Linked DNA regions of Mus musculus: region 2 is linked to region 1. The links are chromatin contacts, called in public Hi-C maps. All regions are on one chromosome and are shown on one strand. The core of a region is the stretch at or near the end of the contact, and the rest is flanking DNA. Distances in the headings are between cores, read along the strand shown.

Region 1 (6,716 bases), core at 1,346-3,845:
CTTTATCTGCACTATGCATCATCGTGTGGCTCACCTATGTGGAACCGCCACCTTCATCTTCCAGATTCTCCTGGACTGCCTAGGGTGAGTTAATCGCCATCCTACAGAACGAAACCAAGGATCTTTGGGAGAATGATGGCCCCTGCTCAGAGGAGTCAATATCTAGAAGATAATGGATCCAGATGCCCAAGGGTACACATGGGCCAGCAGAGATTGGCAGTGGATAGATTTGTTGCAAACATCCATCTCTGACTTGCCTGAGTGTTTGGGGTATGCACTTCAACCCCACCCCAACATGTAGAGGGGAGATAGATACAGGATTGGAGGGAGGAGTTTGGAGACTAGAGGTTGGTGGAGATGCACTGAGGCTATGGCCTCCACAGGAGGGGAACAGCAGTCCTTGCTGGTATGGGGGTGGGGATCCAGGAACTGGGGAAGCTGTGTAAAGGTGGCCCCTTTCTGGGCCTGGCCCCCCAGCAAATCACTTTCAGCTTTGTCTTGGTCTCACCAAAGTGACTGCTGAAGGGAAATGGCCTTTTACAATAAATTGCTTCAATTTTCAATTTTCTCAATATTAGAACAGTACCAGGCCACACGGGCTCAGTAAAGGGAGGGTCCCAGGTGTGGCCAGTGTACAGGAGAGAGTCTGCAGGAGAGACCTGCTCTTCAAATTCCAGCGAGATGGGAGAAATTCGGAGGTCTGTAGCCTTGACCTAGCCATTAGCCTGTGGGTATTCGTCCTTGAGTGTGGCTAGCCTTACCACAGAGGCTGGCTTCTGTATGTCATCCCTGCTCATAACCTAACAATCCACCACTCAACCCTCCATGTGTGAAGGTCCCAGAAGGGTCTGAGGAATGACGGGGTTACCTGGGAATCAGGGGCTCTCACCCCCACCCACAGTATCCCAGAGATAGTGCTGGGCAGGCAACGCCCAGGTCGGGAGCCCACTCAGGTGCAGGAAAAGAGTGGGAGATGACTAGAAACATCAGGGTCATGGGATAGGACACCCCAGAAAGGTGACACTGGACAGTTCTGCAAAGAGAGAGAGACCAGGGAGAGTCTCTGGTAAGACCTGGAGTGAAACTGAGGCTCTGTTCCTGAAGGGTAGGTTGCTTTTATTACTGGACAGAGAGACAGAAAACTATCTTGGATAAGGGCAAGAAGGGGGAAGGATTGGATCTTTCTGTGACCTGGGAGTAGGGTGGACGTTGGCAGCAGGATCTGCTGGTTCTCCGGAAGCAAGCTTTGCAGGTAGCTAGGCCTTCCCCGAGCTACCCCTTCTATGCCCTGTGTGAGCTGGGCCTTCTGCGATCCACCCCGTCTATGCCTTGTGTGGCTCATCTGGAGTATACAGTATACAGAAGATGCTCCCGAATCCCTGCCTCAACCTCCATCTCCCACAGCATCTCCCTCTGCCTCTCCCTGTCTCCCACTGGCTCAGCAGCTCATACCGTTCACTCCATGGTGTGTCTGAGTATCACTCATACCCAAGGAGCTACTGACAGGACTCAGTCGGTCACTTTCCTGAGTCTCTCTGGAACCAGGCCTGTCTGGGCCCAGGAGGGCAGGTATGTCCCTGGCCCTGCATACTGAACCTTGCTGCCTCAGTTTCCCCAGTCACCAGGTATCTTTAGGAAGTGAGACCCCTACCTGCCAGGGAGGGTACTGCATAGCATCCGTCAACATTCCTGGTCATCCAGCTTCAAGCCTCGAGGCCACACCCACAAGTCACGGGACAGTTGGGCTGGCTTTGAAAGTTATTCCCAAGAGGCTCACAAGCAACCTTGTGGACAGGACAAGGACCTGCTTTGCAGGCCCTGGGGTGATGCTTGACTAGCCACTTGTCAGTCCCTTCCATCTACAGCCACTAACAAATCTGCCCCCACAGCAAGTGTCTGTACCAGGTCTTGCTTCTAGCGCCAGCACCAGGCCCTGGAGAGTCTGCCCACACAGGCCAACAACTCTTCCCAGCTACCTGATCCTGCTCTCGCATGGACTCTCTGCCGAGCCTGGAATCCATACCCTTGCCTCACATTCTCATGTGGCCAGTTCCTATTGCTCTTCTCCAACATTGCTCCTAAGACACTGCTGCTATGCAGCCCACCATGATTTCTCCCATCCCTCCTGAACCTGGTACTTCCTCTCTTCCCCGTATCTGCCTTTGCTCATTCTCCAGTGTTTTACTCCAGGCTGGGCAGAGTAAATACCAACTAGCTTGGGGCAGAAGGAAAGAGTCAGGATTGGGTACCTACTTGGCCTGTGTCTGAGAACTGAAGGGTGGTATGTAGGGAGGCAGAGAGGCAGTCGGAATGGACCAGGAGAGCAACCTCAGAGACAGAAACTGTAACAAAGGAGAAGAAAAACAGGTCCAGAGAGTAAAAGAGAGAGAGAGAGAGAGAGAGAGAGAGAGAGAGAGAGAGAGAGAAACAAAGGAGCCAGGGCAAGGAGGGGGGGGGGAGAAAAGAGAGAGCAGGCCCGTGAGGGGGAGGGGCAGCGTGGTCCGGGTTGGGGGGACCCTGACCCCAGCACGGGGGCCCAGCCGGCTCACCGCCCCACTGAGCTCAGGTTTCAGGGCTTGGAGAGCCCAGATTCGGTAACAAATGCATGTGTAACGTATTATGAAGAAAGCCTTAAAAAGCCCTCTTTATCGCTGTTTACGTTATGTGATTGAGGGGAGAATTTGCCAAGACCAAAGGTTACTGCTGGTGTTTCTGTGACGAATATTACCTCAAACTAAGGCAATTAGCTTCAAGGAAGCGTGCGCTGCCTCCGGAGGGTTCTCCAGGGCGAAAGGCCTGATGGATTCGAGGGTACCAAGGTCTTCACGGGGAGCGCGGCCTTCTGGGTCGCACACCGGCCTTCTGTGTGTGTGTGAGGTCTAACACCCAGCCTGGTGGGCCTCAGTTTCCCTTTCTGTGGGCTGGGGAGGGGGTAGGCTGATGCAGACATTCCAGGGCTCCCGAGGGTGGTCACATGCTCCGTTGGCTTGGCTTTCTGGGGCTGTTTTCGCTCACGACTTAGCTCATCACGGTTTTTTTTTCTCCCCTTTGAGACGATTATGGAAATTGCCTGAGCAGTAATTAGTGAGTTGTAATTAGTAACTGTTCCTTTTCTAAGAAGGACCGAGGTGAGAAACCCACCAAAGGGCCCCTCTCCTTAGTTTCCTAAGCTTGGAAGGAACACCCCGTGCATCTGACTTGACTTAGTGTGCCTCAGTTTCCCCATCTGAATGCAAAGTGATGACAGTACTTTCATCATGAGGTGGGCAACCACCGTTCCTCCAACCCCCAATCCCCAACCCCCAGCCCCCAGGCTGCTTCATTAATAGCTCAGCCAACCAGGCAGGTTCTCAGAGTTTGAAAGCCTGAGGCAGAGATCCAAGAGGGAGCAGAAAGAGTCGGGAACCTGCTATACAGCCGCTTCTCTCTTGTTCCAGGCACCACAAAAGCCAGAGTCGCAAAGGTGCCACTGCTGTGCCCCATTATAGCATACAGACTGAAGGTCCTGGAAAGGTTGGAGAGACAAGTCCCCAGGGGAGCCAGGACCCCAACAGACAGCAGATTCATCTCCTGTATCGTTTGTAGGAGTCTTTGGTCCTGTAGGACCCTGAGACTAAACTCAAGTCATCAGGCTTGGTGGCAACCTTTGCCTGCTGAGCCATCTCACAGACCCTCCACCTTAAGATGCTTTAGGACAGGGTCTGTCTCTTGCTGAGCCTGAAGCTTACCGTCTCAGCTGCACTGCGTGTTCAGCAAGCCCTCTGGATCCTCCAGTCCTGGCCAGCTTTGGAGTTACAGACTCACACTGCCGTAGCCGCCGTTTCTGTGGATGTTTAAGGTCGCTATGAACTCAGGTTATCACGCCGATGCAGCAAGAAGTTTATCAGCTGAGTCCTCTGGCCTCTAATGGCATTCAGAGTGGCCTTTTGGGTTCCTCGTGGAAAGCAGAGATGGCCTGGGGTATACAGTCTCTTGAGGCTATTTCTCAGAGTGTATGCTCTGCAAGGCCAGGCCTGGCCCCTTATGTCTGCTTGAGTGCCCTTTGCCAGTAGGAGACCCAGAATGTCTGCACTACTCTGGTCTTCCTATCTCAGGGTCTGTGTATCTTCAGCCCTTCCTGTAATTCTAGGACTCCCTGAGAGCCCAGCAAGTAATCTTCCTGCCCGAGGTGCTCCCAGGTATTCTTCAGTGGGTGCTCCTCTTTGCACCAAGTACACATTTTCCCTCAGCTTGGGAACTGGGTGAGAAAATATTTTTCCAAAGGTCAGCTTGCCAATTATGCTTAGACTTTGAAAGTTTATTTATTTGTTTATTCGTTTATCTTTGCCACCCTTCACTGAGGCCAAAACTCACTGATCTCATAAAGATACCATTTAGCTGAGGTAGGTGGGAGTCTGCACCATGCCGTGTCTCAGTGTTAACAGCTGCCCAGAACCGTAACTACTGACTTCCCATCATTCGTGTGGTGGGGAACATTTCTCTCCCCTTAAAATTATGGCTTGTAGGAACCAGACAGCAACCCCATTGCTCAGCAGGAAATTACAGAGATTTTCTTATGGACTTAACATTAAGCCCAAGTTTATAAAGTCTTGCTTGGTTTTAATGGCGCACTTGGTGAATGGTGTCGGTTGCTGTGAATGAGCAGAGTTGAAGACCATCACTTCAGTGTTGAGTGCTGTGGCTGAGTCCCTAAGTCATGGGATGATAGTCCTGAGGATTCAAGGCTGACTGTAGAGATGGAGGCATGTGCGGGACGGCTTGGAATCTCTGGATCCTGGAGAAAAAAAGGGAAGAGGGCAAGGTAGAATATAGACCTCCACTCAGGGGCTCGGAAATACATCACAGGGGTGGATAAAGCCAGTGCTCTAAATGACTGTAAGATGACAGTCCCAAAGCACAGCCTTTAAGTGACAGGGAGGGTGGATCCCAGGACCGCAATGGAGACCAGTTGGGGCAGCTGGTGTTGGATGCAGGTGAGGCATACAAAGGGCCGGAGCCTTTAAGAACAGGGCTACAGGTTCAGGGAGAGGTCTTGCCTCAAAGAAGAGAACTGGACATGGTGGTGAATGCCTTTAAACCCAGCACTCAGGAGGCAGAGGCGGGTGGATATTTATAAGTTCCAGGCTAACCTCATCTACCTATTGAGATCCTGGCCAGGTAGAGTTATGTGGTAAGACCATGTCTCAAATATGTGTATATGTGTATATACATATACATACATACATATATACATATATATATGTGTGTGTGTGTGTGTGTGTGTGTGTGTGTGTGTGTGTGTGTGTGTTAGATGCATAGATAGATACATAAATGCATAGAGATATTTGGTCAGTGGGAGAGGAAGGTAGAAGAGGAGAAATGGGGAGGGGTAGCTAACACTAAAGACCTTTTGAAAAAGTTGTATAAAACTGGTATAGAAATTTCCTAAAATACATATATCTACATATACATATACAAAAAGCTTAATGTTATTACCCTACAATAGGATGACAGTGCCCATAATAGACATAACAGGTTAGCAAATTAAAAGCTCAGTTCTAGGAATGGGTTATTGATTTTTGTGGTTGTTGGTTAGTGGGGTTCCATAGATCCCTGAACATAATAGGCTATTTCCTTGGTGACCCTCCAGAACTTGGACCCTATTGCTGAAGACATGACACACCCGAGTTACAGAACACAGAGATATCAAGCTGTCCCTGGCCTGGAAACTTCATCTCTTTTGCTTGGCTTTCATACTGCATTGTTCATTCACTCTACCAGAGAGGGGAAAATAATTATCAATCATACCCAGCTGTGAATTCTGCAAGCCACAATAATAACTGGCCTGGTAAAATATGCCCTCAGCATATGTGCAATGGTGGTACAGGTGTCATGGACATAACCAACCAATTTCTGATTGACTGTATGGTCTGCTCCACAAGAGGAAAGCCTTCTCTTGCCTTACTATTATCAGACCAAGACTTGTAATTAGAGGGGTCATAGGCCCTAGGGGACAACCTATTACTATTATTCTGCTAAATAGACATAGCATTAAAATGACCCCTAAGGACTTATCACTATACCCATCGATTAGTGTACCACTGAACTCTCAGCAAAGAAGCTTCCTTCTATAGTCGATGGTGGTTCACACCGAGATACACAACAGGTCAACATGCAGAGATTGTGGAGTGATCAGCTGTACGTGGGACCTCTCTATCATAGCCCCTGCTATCAAGGGACAGAGACGATAATGGAAGCAGGGGCAGAATGGTTATAAGAGCCAGTGGTGGTAGATGACTCTGATGTGAACCATGTTTTCTGGACCCAACGGAGCAAATGCACACAACTCCTTACAATGCTTGCGATAGCTTACACGAGATCTGCATAAGCTCAAGCCGACAAAAGTGCCACCCACAGCTGAGAAGTGTTGCTCAGTGACAGTGGCAGGGAGAGGGAGAGTCAGTTCTACTTACAAGTGTAACCCCTGGTAGGTCAGCCATAGTCTAGGGGATATCCCACACCCAAGAGTGTCTGAGCTGCACAAATTGGACTCAAGGGACTGTGACGTAGATGTCCCACTTAGGCAAGCATTCCACAGTCTCTCGACCTCTGCACTTTGACCAGTCATGGGTCTCTGTGTCAATCACTATCTACTGCTAGAAGAAGTCTCTCTAACGAGGGTTCAGAATTTCACTAGTCTATGTGTGAAGTGATGTCATTAGAAGCCAGTTTAATAC
Region 2 (6,716 bases), core at 2,954-5,453, 66 kb after region 1:
TGTGAAATACTCAATGAATAAATAAAAATGTATGTTTTTACAAAGAAAAGCATAAATAGGCTGGGAATGTAAGTTGTTTGGTAGAGTTCTTGCCTAACATGCATGGAGCTATGGGTTCTGTCCCCCGCACACAGTAAATCAGGCATGGCTGTAATCTGAATGCTCAGCAGGTGGAGGCAGGAGAGTCATATGTTCAAAGTCATTCTGACTCTGAGGGACTCAGCTACGTAAGACCCTGTGAGGGTGAGAAAGATGATGATGAGGTGGTAGAGGAGGAGGAAGGAGGACGAAGAAGAAGAAGGGGGAAGAAGAGGAGGAAGGAGGAGGAAGGAAGAGGAAGAAGGGAAGAGGAAGAAGGGAAGAGGAGGAAGAGAAGGAAGGAAGAAGGAGGAGGAGGGAGGAGAGGGAGGAAGAAGAGGAAGGGGGAAGAAGAAGAGGAAGAGGAGGAGGAAGGAAAAGGAGGAAGGTAAGAGGAGGAAGAGGAGGAAGAGGAGGAGGAAGCGGAGGAAGGAGGAGGAAGAGAAGGAAGGAGGAAGAAGGAGGAGGGAGGAGAGGGAGGAGGAAGAGAGGAGGAGGAGGAGGAGGAGAAGGAGGAGGAGGAGGAGGAGGAGAAGGAGGAGAAGGAGAAGGAGAAGGAGAAGGAGAAAAAGAAGGAGAAGGAGAAGGAGAAGGAGAAGGAGAAGGAGAAGGAGAAGGAGAAGGAGAAGGAGAAGGAGAAGGAGAAGGAGAAGAAGAAGAAGAAGAAGAAGAAGAAGAAGAAGAAGAAGAAGAAGAAGAAGAAGAAGAAGAAGAAGAAGAAGAAGAAGAAGAAGAAGAAGAAAGAAAAAGGGTTTTTTTTTGGTCCAAGTTTCCAGAAGCAAATTCCTGCTGTCAGAGGAATTTCCCAGGAATTTCCCAAGTTTTATGTATCCACCCCTCAGATGTCTGAGGGTTCCTCTTGGAGGCAAAGTGCCCCATGGGGTCTTCCGGGTGTATCACTGGGACCCCTGAACCTCTCACATGCCACCCCTGTGAGCTAGCCTTGCAGGTGCTGGGGCCCACTGCCTGTCCTGCAGTGGCTACAGAGCCAACTGCAGACTACATTCGAGCTGTGGTTGGGAGTTGAGTTTCTTTTGGCAAACTCTAGAGACTGACAAAAATATTCACGTCAAAACATTTCTACTGCAAAATTCATGAAAGCATTTGAATTTGGCCTGGGCATTTTTCCCCCTTCTCCCTCTCCCAGCCCCCTCCCTGTCCTGGTTTAGGGGTGGGAGCAGAGATAGAGTCCAGATGGTGATGGGAATTAGTCCTTGCTCGGCTCCCTCCCACCCCTCTGGCCAGAGACTGGGAATCAATGGCTGTTGTGTGCCACAAGGCACAACGGCCCTGGGCCAGCTCAAGTCTGGGTGAGCCCCGGGAAGTGTCCCCTGCCTGGAGTCTGCCCCCTAACCCCAGGGTCCGGGGTAATTGTCTACAGAGGCAGCCCGGGGCTGAGCTGGCCATAATGATTTAGGCAGGATCGATTTCACTTCAAGCCTTTTCTACTCCGAAGAGGCCTAATCGAAAGTAATCTGAAAATTAGGGAAAATAAAAACCATGCCCGCAGCTACATAAATACCCATTTCCTCACATCGGCTGCTCGAAATCACCTCATTCCAGTGCCACGTGATGTTTTCCTGATGGGCAAGGCCAGGCCCTGGGGGGGCGGGGGCGTTTGATCTGCCGCCTGCCTTGCCTGACAGCCACCAGCACCCAGGCAGAGGTGGGACGAGGGGGTGGGGGCAGGGATCTGAGGCAGGCCTTGGCACTGACTGGCCTGAACAAATATCCCTGTGGAGGCCAGGGCTCCTGGTAGATCTCAGCCTGCAGCCTGGGGTAGAAAGAAAGGGCACAGGCTACCTTTTAAGAGGCCTCAAGTGAGTGTCCCCATCAACCCTCTCATTTCTCCCAGGACCCAAAGAACCTGCAAGATGGCCCCAGGCAACATGGCTACTCACACCTCTCTTGACTTCATTGGTTTGGCTCACAGATCCTTCCAGCTTAGTGGCACCCTAGGACCTTTGTACCCCAGGACCTTTTCATGTTCTCTAGTCACTTCTGTCTGCTGAAAGGTCCATCTGCAAGTCTGAGCCTGCTCCCCACCTGGTGTCAGATAACTAGCGAGTCCTTTCTGAAGCTCCCTTCTCCATGCAGCTCCCATGCTGCCTCCCTGGAACTGGTGTGTCCCAGTTGCTTTCTCTCAAGTCTCCCATGAGCTCCAGGAAACAGAAGCCTTATGCAGCCTGGCCACCAGGATGGGTACACAGTGAGCAGTCGTGGAAGAATGAAGTCATGTGAATGTAATGTGCAGTTGTTGTCAAAGGATAAGGTCTTCTGGACCTCCAGGAGTCACGGGGGCCAAATACTACCCGCGCTATATGCCTGCTTCCTCAAAAGAACCTCAGGATAGCAGCGTCCAATTCATACACAAGCAGGGTTCAAGGCACAGGCCAGGATGAAGCCCAGGCCAGACCCTGGGAAAGGTCACAGTATTCTTGTTATTTGTGTTGGTGAGAAGGACATTTGGCTGCAACTTTTGACATGTCTTCCATCAAGAAGTAGGGAAGTGGGGTCCACATGCCTCCGCTGGAATATGTCCGGGTTTGTGAAGTCTGATCAACAAGAATTTGGGGTAGTGATTCCAGGACAGCCTTTCTGGCTGCAACACTACTAACCTTGTCTAGGCTCTCTGGAAGTTCTCCCACAGAGCCTGGAACTTCCTCATAAGAACCTCGACCTAAAGAAGGTCACCCATGCTACCACAGAGCCCAAGTCATACGGAGTCATCCCACCCCAGCCAGATGTGTGAGCAAAGAAGCCTCTAGATGATCCAGCTGTTTTCATTGTCCAAGGAAGTTCCTAACTACAGTATGCAGAGCCCCTTTCTGGGTTGATTCATTGACTTGCCACAAAGACATGGGGAGAAATAGATTCTGAGGTGACCATGGTCCCCAAGGGACTTGAAGAAACGGAGTGCAGAATGGGAGGAGCCCCACACGCCCATTGGCAAGATCTGGGGCTTAGCTCACTAAGGTTGCTAAACAAAATGCCAGAGGCTGGACCAGTTATTAAGATCAGAGATTGGTTTCTCATGGTTCTGGAGGCTGGGAGGTAAGGATGAAGGCACCAGCAACACCTGAGCCTGCAAGGGTTGGTCTCTGCTCCCAAGGCTTCATCCTCCAGAGGTGGAAACACTGGAGTCTCAAATGTCAGGAGACAGACAAGTCAGTGAGCTGAGTCCGTAAGAAGAGCATCAATCCCATCAGAAAGGAGGGAGTTCTCAAATAATCATCTCTTCTTTATCTCTCTCAGTCACTCTTTGTGTGTGGGGTGTGCATGATCATGTGTATACTCATGTGTGTGGAGGCATGATCATGTGTGGGTTCATGTGTGTGGAGGCATGATCATGTGTGGGTTCTTCTGTGTGTGTGTGTGTGTGTGTGTGTGTGTGTGTGTGTGTGTGTGTAGGTATGTGGAGTCCAGAGGTTGTCATTGGATACCTTACTCAATTGCCCCCCACCTTACATATTAAGGCAGGGTCTCTCACTTGAACCCAGAGCTTGAGAATTTGGCGAACTTAGCCTAGTCGCTTCTGAGCTCTCCCGTCTCTTCCTCCTGAGTGCTGGGCTTGCAGGTGGGCTGCTACATCCACCCAGCACTTAAGCGGCTGCCTGGGACCCAAACTACAGTCCTCTCTCACACTGCTGCTGGGGCCAGTGCTGCTCAGCCCCAGATCTATGCTGCGCTCCAGCTTGGCCTTTGAGGGATGCTCCAGTTGAGCCTGACAAGAGGCAGGAAGGTTAGAAAGCAAGAAGGCCCCCTCCAGATTCGATGTGAGCCACAACCCTGAAAGCCAGACCACTGTAAGGCTTCCACGTCCACCAAAAGTCAGAGCTGGTGATGTCCTGTGAGCTCAGGGCGCCAGAACACACAGGCTTGGGGGAAGTGGGCAGGGCAGAGCGGTCCAGAGGCCACAGCCTCTCTGCTAAAGCCAGGGCAGGAATCCAGAGATGTAGTGACTATGAAGCGCACCAAGGCCGGCCGGCTAAGAAGCTACCAGCTCCCTGTTGCCAGGAGGAAGCCCTTCTGGGAGCCCAGCCTCTGTCTGGGCATGTGTTAGACCTTGAAGCCCAGGGGCGGAGCCGCGGGCTGCAGGCCTAGGCAGTAGTCGGGAGGGGTGGCATGCAGAGGCTGCGGGGTGGAGCCGGGTTCTGTTGCAATTACCCGTAAGCCTGGTGTTTACACGGGGTTTACAGGGAATTCAAAGCATATCTTCCTGTTGCTCTGGCAGCCGAGGCGTATCAAGTGCGTTCAAAAGGGCCGAACCACGTTCGCCAAAATAAGAACCAAATGGCTGAGTAATTTCCACCAGAGAAGAACTTATTCTCGCAATTGCACGGTCTATTTAGCGTGCTTTCATAAAACCTTTTAACGAATCAGCTCAGAACCCTCCCCAACTGCAGGGCCCACCCCACCTCTCGGGCTTGGATTTCCAAACACAGGTAGGCCTCTGAGATTGGATGCAGACCTCCTGCCCAGCACCAGCGAATGAAAGCCCCAGGAGATAGAGGTTCCTGCCTCAGAGGAAACCCCAATGGAGTCGGGAACAGAACATGGCTTTCTAGGAAAATCTAACAACCAAACAACAGGTCAACCCTGTGACACCAAGGGCTCAGCCTGGAGAACCTGGAAAGGCTTCTTGGAGGATGCAATCTTGCCACACAAAATCAGGGAGGGAAAGGGCCCAGCTGACCAAGGTGGAAGGGAGGACTTGACGATCAAGCCTCTGGAAGATGCTGGTGTGGGGGACAGGGAGTAGATAGTTGTATACAGTCTGCCCATGGGAGAGAAGAGGCACAAGGCTTTCGTGCCAGCTTTTGGCTGGCACAGACCATGGTCTTTCCCTGTTGGACATGACTTTCAAAATGGGCTTGAGCTCAGAAAGGAGGCAGGGACATGGGCAGAAGTGTTAAAAAAAAAATCAACTTCCTTGTGCTAAGTGAACCATAGTTCAAGGGTAGAATGCTTTTCTATGCACAGGCTAAGTCCTGGGCTCCATCCCTAGTGTTGCCAAAACACAATTGAGGTGTGAACTAGGTGCTGTGGAATTGACTCTGAAGACTTGGTTTTGGCCACCACCTCTGTGATGGTGGGGAGCTCTTTCAAGAACTTCCTGAAGCCTGTACTACAGGGCTCACCTCTCCCTCCCATGTTGCTCAGGGCCAGTGTTACCTGGCCCCAGCCTCAAACCCACACAGCTGTCCTTTCTGGCTTCTTTGAAGGAAGCCATTATCTGCTCAGCCTTTCCTAACACAGCAGACCCATCGCATACAGACAGATGGGTTTTCTCGCCCACATCTACCCTACTTAGGTGTTTGGGTTTCTCCACCTAAGTCATAAACTCTGGGCTATAGTTTCTCACTTCTCTGGGAAAGACGTCCCGCCCCTCCCCCGAGCTTGGATGGCCCTTCCATGTGTTTAATTTAACCAGCACAATGTCTCACGCAGTGGGCCTGCTTCCTCCCCCACCTGAACTGCCCAAGAGTAATTTCTGGGTTGATCACTCTAATGCGAGCCTAATGGATGGAAGCTTAGCAGAGCGGTCATTTGCATATCCCTGAGGGATGGCGGTAAAGAACTTTTCCATATGCTAATTTTTATTTGCATATTTTATTAAAGCCTCTTTCCTGCAGTGTTGCTGTGTTGTTCATCTTACTGTTAATCTGTATGAGTTTGTTGTCAATTTTGATTTTATACATCCTAGTAAGATTTTTTTTTGCTGCAATGTAGTTTTTTCTACATTTTTTATTTGAATACTGATTGTAAATAATTTTCAGAAAGTGTGTACAGAGGAAATCTTATGAATACCTTTGACCCCCACTGGGGAGGGAATCATAGAACAAGAACAGGGTATTAAAATGAGGACATCTTAGTCAACGTTAAACATGAGCATCCGTCCATGTTTGCATGTACACACATGCTGGGGCTCTGTATTTTTTATCTTGCATGAAGCGACTTCCCCTAGAATCAGCTCTCTCATCCACACTGTCTTATAAAGTCTGTCCCTTCAGTCCCTCACCTAACTCCATCCCTGACCCCCAACAACCTCTAATCTGCCTCCATCTCTGTAATTACGTTATTTAATGAGTGTTCTAGAAAAAGAATCATGCCAGACATATCCTGTTGAAACTGGCTTTTATGGCTCAAAATAGATCCCCTGAGTCACATATATTTCTCGAACATCAATCAGTACTAACTCCTAGCTTGACCTGGTAGTGCAGACCTACAATCCCAACTACTCAGAAAGCTGAGGCAGGAGAATTGCGTGTTCAAAACCTACCTGAGCTGCAGAACAAAGGAAAGGCCAGCCTGATCGACTTAGTCAGACCTGTCTCCAAATAAACGTGTAAGAGCTGAGAACCTAGCCCAGAAGTAGGATGTACAAGAGTTCTCTCTCTCTGTGTCTGGGTGTCTGTGTGTGTGTGTGTGTGTGTCTGTGTATTTATATGTATGTGTGTGGTATGTATACATGTGCATGTATGTGATATGTGTGTATTTATATGTGTCTGTGGTATGGGTGTATGTGTGTGCATGTGGTATGTATGTATATATATGTGTATATATGTGGTATGTTTGTGTGTGAGTGAATATGTGTGTATTTCTCTGTGTGTGTGGTGTGGCCTGTGTGTGTGTGT

Evidence for each region. A called contact is a pair of places that touch in the nucleus more often than the background predicts.
Region 2: a Hi-C map of cranial neural crest shows a contact between it and region 1, with 8 times the contacts expected there. The contact joins two enhancer-like sites. A contact is called at or near these places in 17 of 484 Hi-C or Micro-C datasets (CD8 T cells, the MC3T3-E1 cell line, MC3T3-E1-derived osteoblasts and 12 more), 2 of 115 datasets of contacts at active chromatin or transcription factors (craniofacial prominence and embryonic stem cells) and 1 of 9 other capture datasets (embryonic trunk).

Annotation. Positions count from the first base shown.
Region 1 is chr13:48,714,611-48,721,326 of GRCm38.p6, forward strand. The region is part of intron 1 of Gm36784 (a long non-coding RNA gene); the gene reads left to right. Among named protein-coding and RNA genes, the nearest start is that of Gm36784, 9.8 kb to the left of the region's middle. Within about 2 kb of position 2,596, at least 14 of the 459 cell types and tissues checked have an H3K27ac peak or open chromatin away from gene starts, as enhancers often do. A contact at or near this core is called in craniofacial prominence, where this site is marked.
Region 2 is chr13:48,778,783-48,785,498 of GRCm38.p6, forward strand. No RefSeq gene overlaps it. Among named protein-coding and RNA genes, the nearest start is that of Gm36784, 74 kb to the left of the region's middle. RefSeq lists an enhancer at 842-2,520. Within about 2 kb of position 4,204, at least 90 of the 459 cell types and tissues checked have an H3K27ac peak or open chromatin away from gene starts, as enhancers often do. A contact at or near this core is called in craniofacial prominence, where this site is marked.